Linked DNA regions of Cyprinus carpio: region 1 is linked to region 2. A link is a contact called in public Hi-C data. All regions are on one chromosome and are shown on one strand. The core of a region is the stretch at or near the end of the contact, and the rest is flanking DNA. Distances in the headings are between cores, read along the strand shown.

Region 1 (3,438 bases), core at 668-3,167, 140 kb after region 2:
AGACAAAATAAAATCAACTTTTGGTTATGATATATATTGAGGTAAAAAATAAGTACATCTTGACTTATTTTACGAATGTAAACTTAAACAATAAGCTTTCTTTATTATGTTGAGTCAAGCTTCAGTGGCGTCTCGAGCCATTATTCAGGTCAAGTAAACATGCTGGACGCTTTGGACGATTTATGAGCAGCAATCAGGGAGATTTTATGAGCGTCTAGGAAAAACTGCTTAATAACCTATTAGCTCTCTCGACACAACTCTGATTTGATCAATATGACATTCGCAAAGAGCCATCGGGCCGCCGGGATCCTGGGAGTCAGTTCGCCTCTCATGGGAAAAGATGAAAAGCTGGACACGCCGAGAGATAGAGTGAGTTTCGTGCTAGAAACATAGTGTAACAGTAGCAGATCTGCCTATTTATAATGTTTAAAAGTATGTTACGGAGAAATTAGGCCCGCGTCAAGGCCACATTACATTTATGTAGCCGAGGTTGTAGCAGCCAAGAGATTCTTAAAAATTACGACATTTCCCATAAACATTTAACGAAGTTGTGCTAGCTGTATAGTTGCCGAATCCCCACTCAACAAGAGATTTTGAGTTGATGAGAAGCGGCGGCGGAGTAACGTTATGACAGCTGTGCGTTAGATCCCCGGGAGAGCGCGCGCGCTTGCACGGTCACTTCAGGCTCGAGCTCAACGAGAGCTTCATGTCATCATGCAGGAGAGCGAGCCGTGATACGAGTAGCGGAGATTTTCAAACCGGACTCCTCAAACTGTAGTCTATTTTAATGAACAACAGAAGTCAAACTATTAATATCACTCACCTGAGACTCTTGGCTACATGTCATGCTCTTTCTAGGGGATTTTATTAAACACGCGCTCGTGCACTTACTTGGGATTTTGTGAATTCCACACGACAGACTCCAGTGATTTGGCTGCGGGTAACGCGTATCTGCACATGACTGTCAGAATCCAGAGGTAATATTTCCACGAGCAGTCACTTCCAGCCATCTTACACGCTTCTCGGAGAGACACAAGCCAGCCAGAAGATAAGATCCTTTCGATCGACTGTACCCCGGGTTACCGAAGCACATGCAACAGACTAGGTTATGCGTCCAGGCGGAGGGGCTCCATGGCTCAACTTCCAAATCCAATTTTTCTAGTGTTGCCTGGAGGGAAAAAAGGTGTCGCACAACGTTGCACAGGCGGCTTCTGGGCCAATGTTTCTCTGTTGCCAAAATCGCTGCTACCTTTCACTTAGGTAAACGGCAGCGCGTGACTGTTTTATTGTACTCATCTATTAATTGAGCTAGTAGCCTTACAAAAGGTCAAATCACGCCAGACAGGAGGTGAGTGACACGCACACAGGTATAAGGACCATCAATCCCGTGTTGGTGCACAAATCCGATCCTGATCATGTGTCAGATTTAAAATAGACTCCTTTCGCTTTTGATCCCAGATCATAGAGATGCGCTTCAGATATGCAACAGTTTTGTCCGATATTTATCGACCTATATCCATGTTCAAAGTGTCCTGGAACAAAGCTTAACTGTCAGTCACAGGACGGCCAAAAATGTCTGTCCAATTCCATTTGGATTTTCTTTCAAAAAGAACCATGAAAGTAAACTCCCGAGTTTTGCTGCTTCTTATATTGTATGATCTGGATTTTTAGCGCATGCTGAAAGACTGGATATCAGTTACTGTCCGCTCCTGCCTCGCGTGCCGAAAGGTGCAAAAAAAAATCGTCTCAAGGATATAAACAGATGGGGAAACTCCAGCAATTCGGCGTTTCCTCTGCGAGTAAGTGACGCGTCTTTTAGCCTTGGATCTTGTTTGGAGTTGTTCAGCGCTCAACCGTGGATCCGCTGCGTCCGCAGTCAGTCCCGCACACCGTTCACAGCGCAGTGGCTCGCGATCCATCACCTCCACTCCCACCGAGCTGCTAAACCCCGCCCTATTCCGAAACGGACCAATCAACGCGCACGTTCAGGGCGAATTCGCAACATGGTGTCCCTCCGTGTACGACGAGTTTCAGAGAAGTTCAGCTGGGAGACTAATGCATTTACAAAAACCTATAGTGAGTCTTGTCTTACTCGTTGAAGACGTTCAAAAGTTTTTAAGATGCTAACTCTCTTAAGTTTTTTTACAGACTAACTCTGGCGCAAGTCCGTTTTTTCTTTGACAGCGTGTAGCAAAGCTGACTGCTTGTTACTATGGTTACTCCGTACGTTTATTTATCACTTAGGCTGTATTTTCGTTGCCCCTCTCGGTTAGCTTGACATTTTCTGGAGTCATTTGAATACGTAAGTCTGTTTTATATACATAACGCATCACGGCTTACAACTGAAAACACGGGTCTTCACCGTAAAAGCGTTTAATAACAGATTTAGGATCATTATCCCAAAGACATCCAAGAGAGTGACACTAATGATATTTGATGGTCAAACAAAGATAACGCTAATCCTTTCAGTAGACAATACCGCTCCCTATCGGCTGTTACAAAAAAAATCATTTGAATATTTCAAAACTTAATTGATAGCTTTTAGCTGTTTTTTAGGTTAGCTTTTATTTTTTGTTGTTTTAGTACAACATTACTATAATATTCAGTATACAGTAGAACAAACAGTGACATATTAAAATATGACGTGAATCAAAATCGACCCAGTTTAAATCTTAATTATTTCAGTTGTACATGTTCAAATCTAACTTTAAGGTCAGTGACTAATTTGTACATCTTCCTCCCTGAGTGACATATGGTGTCCTGTCAATCTACTATACAACCAGTCTGTGTCTGTGTGTGTGTGTGTGTGTGTGTGTGTGTGTGTGTGTGTGTGTGTGGTTCTTCAGAGAGCCATATGTCTTGAGAAGTGTTAGTCCTCTGTCTCGTGTTTAGATAACATGAGTGTGTTGTAGCTTTTACTCTTTGAGCTCTTGTGTGTGTGAAATATCAGTTTATTCTTTACCCACATTTATATCAGGTCTGAAAGGCCCGCCACACATTTAGAAATGATATATATGCAGTCATGTGATCTGTTTAAGGCTGAATGTCATCAACTCTGGCAGAAAGAGTGGTTTGTGTTTTAAGACAGACTACTTTTAGTTAGCAGAGGCACATTTTGGTGTTTTTTGTGTGATTTATTTTTCTGCAGCTTTGTGTGTAATGTTCACATGTCCTTTTGCATAGGTACAAATATCTGACCTTTTCTTATTTCACCAGTACTCAGAGCTAAATATAGGCCACCCACCTTAGCCTGGATGTAAGACCTTTCAGCCAGACATATGCCCTCTTTTTCCTCTTTTCTTTAGTCGGCTCTTTCTGTATCTGAGATGATCGGACGTTTAGTACCTCAAGCCTGAACTGAAAATATTCGCTGCAACAAGCTCAGAGAGAGCAAAACCACACACACCCACCCAAGAAGAAATTACTGGAGAACATTTG
Region 2 (3,649 bases), core at 778-3,277:
CTCAAGTGCTTTGAATGTTTCAGTTCAATATGAGTGCTGGATCTGTCTTTGCTCTGGGAGATGGGAATCCTCCCAGCACGATATTTGATGATCAGATGCTTTGAGCTTCTGTTCCTGATGTGGGTATTGAGTTGAATAAAGGAAAAAATCAATGCATATGAGCAAATCAATGCAGGACGGGGGGTCAAATAAGCTGTAACTGATCTGAACATGTTAAATTAATATTGCTGTGGGGAGAAAGTGGATGGTAGTGGTGGGGGGTGTTCAAGTTACAGTTTCTGTTAATAGTAGTGTTCATTTTGAATCCGTATTTGTGTTACTGTTATTATACACAGATAATAATTTTCTGTCAGATACTGATAATCTGATCATTATTTTCATATTATGGCTGATATTAAAAGGTATACTATTTAGTCTCAATTAAAAATGCAACACTAAAAACAAAAATGTATTGTAACTTAAATGTATTTAGGGAGATCGGGGATCAGCGCATTTCCTTCAAAAACGAAAGTAACGTTAATCCTTGTATTTTATGTTGATCGGATGAGGTGAGTGAATTGAGTGTGGTATGTTCATTATTACATCCAACAACAGAACACCTCAATCTCTTAATCTGAGACATTCTTGTCTTCCCCTGCACGGGAGTCGACACAATGGCGGACAGCTCACTCAGGGCGGGTCTAAGGTAAGACTGCCTTGTCAATCAACCATCATGGGAGGGGCCTGTGCAGAACTATGTCATTCTGTCAGGAATCTCAGAACAGCCTGATTTGAGAAAGGGGACTTTAAAAAAGAGATTTAAAAAACTGGATGTATTTTTATCATTATAGGGTGGATGTGTACACACACTTCCAACAACAAAATTGAATTTTGCATCCGATGACCCCTTTAAGCTAAGCAAATTTATGTATATGTGTGTGTGAGTGAGTGCATGTGTGTGTGTGCATGTGTTTGTGCTGAGTGAGTGAAGCGCCACAGCCCAACCTGAGAAAACATTCAGTTAGATTATCAAAATTCCAGCATTAATAAAAGAGAATCTGACATTCACAGAGCCACCCACCCTTCTCCCTTTTCCCTTCTGCACTCCTACTCTCAGTATTGTGTGCACTAATAATAGGCATTAAAATTAGTTTCTGATGCCTGTCTTCCAAATGCCATGCTGGGGCTGAGCGATCACTCAACAGAAACGATTAGATAATTAGACCATCCTCTTGCTGTGTGAATGCACACACCCGCACACACACATATTGATCTTCTGCTTGATCACTACAGTAAATAAACTTTACCTCTCGGTGCCATCACTCTTAAGTGATAATGACACTGACACCTGCCTCAACACTGACATTTCATGCATTAGCTGACTATCCCATTCCTAGGTGGCATGGGAGATATCTAAAGGATATTTCAGAGAACGTGCTCCCATCTGTTGTGGAGGAGAGACATGTGCCTCGCAGTGAGGGAACATACCATTAGGGGGCAGTGCAAGAATGTTCCAGTGTGATAATGGGCTGAAATGGCCCTCATGGTTAAGACTTATCTGGCATCTTCGTACTTCAAGGGAAGTGTAGACACAAAGCCAAATACTTGTGCCTTTTAGTGTGAAAAAAATCTCTTATGATTTGAAGTGCGACAGTTAGTGCACAGTGTTGTTAGGGCTTGAATGTAGATACAAATATAATGTTTTTTTTACTTTTTTTCTATGGGTTTTGGGCCGAACTGTTTGTTTGTGACTCTGTGTGGAAGAATTGCTTTTATAGAAAAATTGTTGAAACATATGTTTGCTGTGTATTTTGGTCTTTAGCGTGTAGGTGATTCCTGGATGTTTTGTCTGGTTTCAAGGTGAAGTTTGACCTCTTGTGGTTCTGCTCCAGTTTCGAAAGCAGAGGTTAATCTGCATTTTCAGTATTATGTCAAGCAAGTCTGGAGTTAAACTCCATTCTTTGGCTTGGTCCCCCCTCCTCGCCCTTCTCTCTAGGTTGCGCCGTCAGCCCTTTTGTTCTCATTGTAATGCGTTGGCGTGGAAACGATGCTTTCTGACACCTGGCCCACATGAGCCAGGCCCTGTGTAACAGACCTCATCACCACCAATCAGATCAGCTCTCCCACAAATCACAACCAATCAGATCACTAGCCTTGCAGACACAGCCGACGCCACAGCGACCGACCGCCGACCTAGTTGTGCTCTTAAAGGGACAATACGCACTCATCTACAAAGCCCTGCACCCATGAACACAGAGGGCTGTTCAGTGAGTCCTTCATCTGTAAATTATGTATTTTCTTATTTGTTGATTGTTTAAATGGATTTCATTCAAAAGAATCCATATTTTCACTGTAACTCATTTCGCTTCCAAAATATTTAGGTCTCCAAACTCAAAACACATTACTTCAGGATCCAATTTCCATAATTAATTCCTTTTATAGTGATCGATATATCATGTCATTCTATCATGTCTTTTTAATATTTTAGCTGTAAAATTGCATCTAGTACAAAATAAAATTGTAATTCAAGTAATGAAAAATGTAATTTGTAATAAAAAAATAAAGCTCTTGTGAGCATTTAGATAGTCTCTATTGATCACTGTGAATATGAATGAGTTAACTTTAACTGTATTTTATTTATTTTAAATATTCAGGATTTATTAAACATATTTGTATGTTGTGTGTGTGGTCAGGAAGCCTGTTTTTCAGCACAGTGTGGTCCCCAGTGATCAATTTTCAGCGTTAAAATGCATGTAAAAATTGTGCCATATTAGAGCGTACACAAGAGAGTTCAACCCGCCGCCACTATTACAGCTTTTTTCACACATTCCCTCCTCCCTTTGTGTGCCTTTTATGTGAAATATGAAAAATAGACCAGCAACAGTGCATATTTAATATTTGTGATGTTTAAATACTCTAACTTGTGTAACTCTAACAAAAGCTTAGAAGGTGCACTTTTGTGTGTGTGTGTGTGTGTGTGTGTGTTGTATTTTAGCCTGAAGCTTTTTGCTGCTTAATTTCTTCAAGACCCCTTCTCTCTCTCTCCATCAGATCCACACAGGCCATTAATGTTCTCAGAAAACACAAACACAAGAGTGTCATCCTCAGAGGAATGCATCACACCTATTACCTGTGCTGAATATTAAGTGAGAATTTTAGCTTTCTCATTGGAGCTGAGGAGGTGGCACTGTTTAGACGATTCATTTCAGGTTATTATAGTCTGACAGAGAATATTGATGAGTGTGTGTGTGTGTTTAATATACAGCTAGAGGCGCTCTGTAATGTATATATTGTGTGTGAATCAGATATCAATTCAAAGTGAGTGAGTGAGTGCATTTTCTTTGACTCATATAGGTATTATTATTTTAAAAAGCTCCAGTATCATGGTCTGACAATCCATAACATGACTCTTGATGGTCCCAGTGCTAGTGAATTGACTGGTGATTTGACTGTTTTGTGTGTGTAAGCGCATGTGTTAGTAAGAAAAAGTATGTTGCTGTTGAAGTAACAAAAGATGTCTCTTAGATCTCTCATGTAATTCAATACATGCAGTTGAGATTGAGTTTCAGTTGATCCATATCTGTCTGTTCTCTCACAGTGAGAGGTTTGTATGCTCACATCTGAACATCATTTCTCTCTCTTTCTGTGTTTCTCTTTGGAACATGTTTTC

What was found. A called contact is a pair of places that touch in the nucleus more often than the background predicts.
Region 1: a contact with region 2 is called in a Hi-C map of liver, with 5 times the contacts expected there. The contact joins the promoter of LOC109058827 here to the enhancer-like site in region 2. A contact is called at or near these places in 5 of 8 Hi-C or Micro-C datasets (liver and skeletal muscle).

What each region holds. Positions count from the first base shown.
Region 1 is chrA5:21,015,334-21,018,771 of ASM1834038v1, forward strand. It overlaps LOC109058827 (ephrin-B1-like), which reads right to left and starts at 1,918. Exons shown (of 5, transcript XM_042756391.1): 1 at 892-1,918. The coding sequence starts at 1,010. LOC109087039 (a long non-coding RNA gene) reads left to right here and starts at 2,083. Exons shown (of 3, transcript XR_002017286.2): 1 at 2,083-2,302.
Region 2 is chrA5:20,879,149-20,882,797 of ASM1834038v1, forward strand. No RefSeq gene overlaps it. Among protein-coding and RNA genes, the nearest start is that of LOC109084977, 24 kb to the left of the region's middle. Within about 2 kb of position 2,028, at least 5 of the 8 cell types and tissues checked have an H3K27ac peak or open chromatin away from gene starts, as enhancers often do. A contact at or near this core is called in liver, where this site is marked.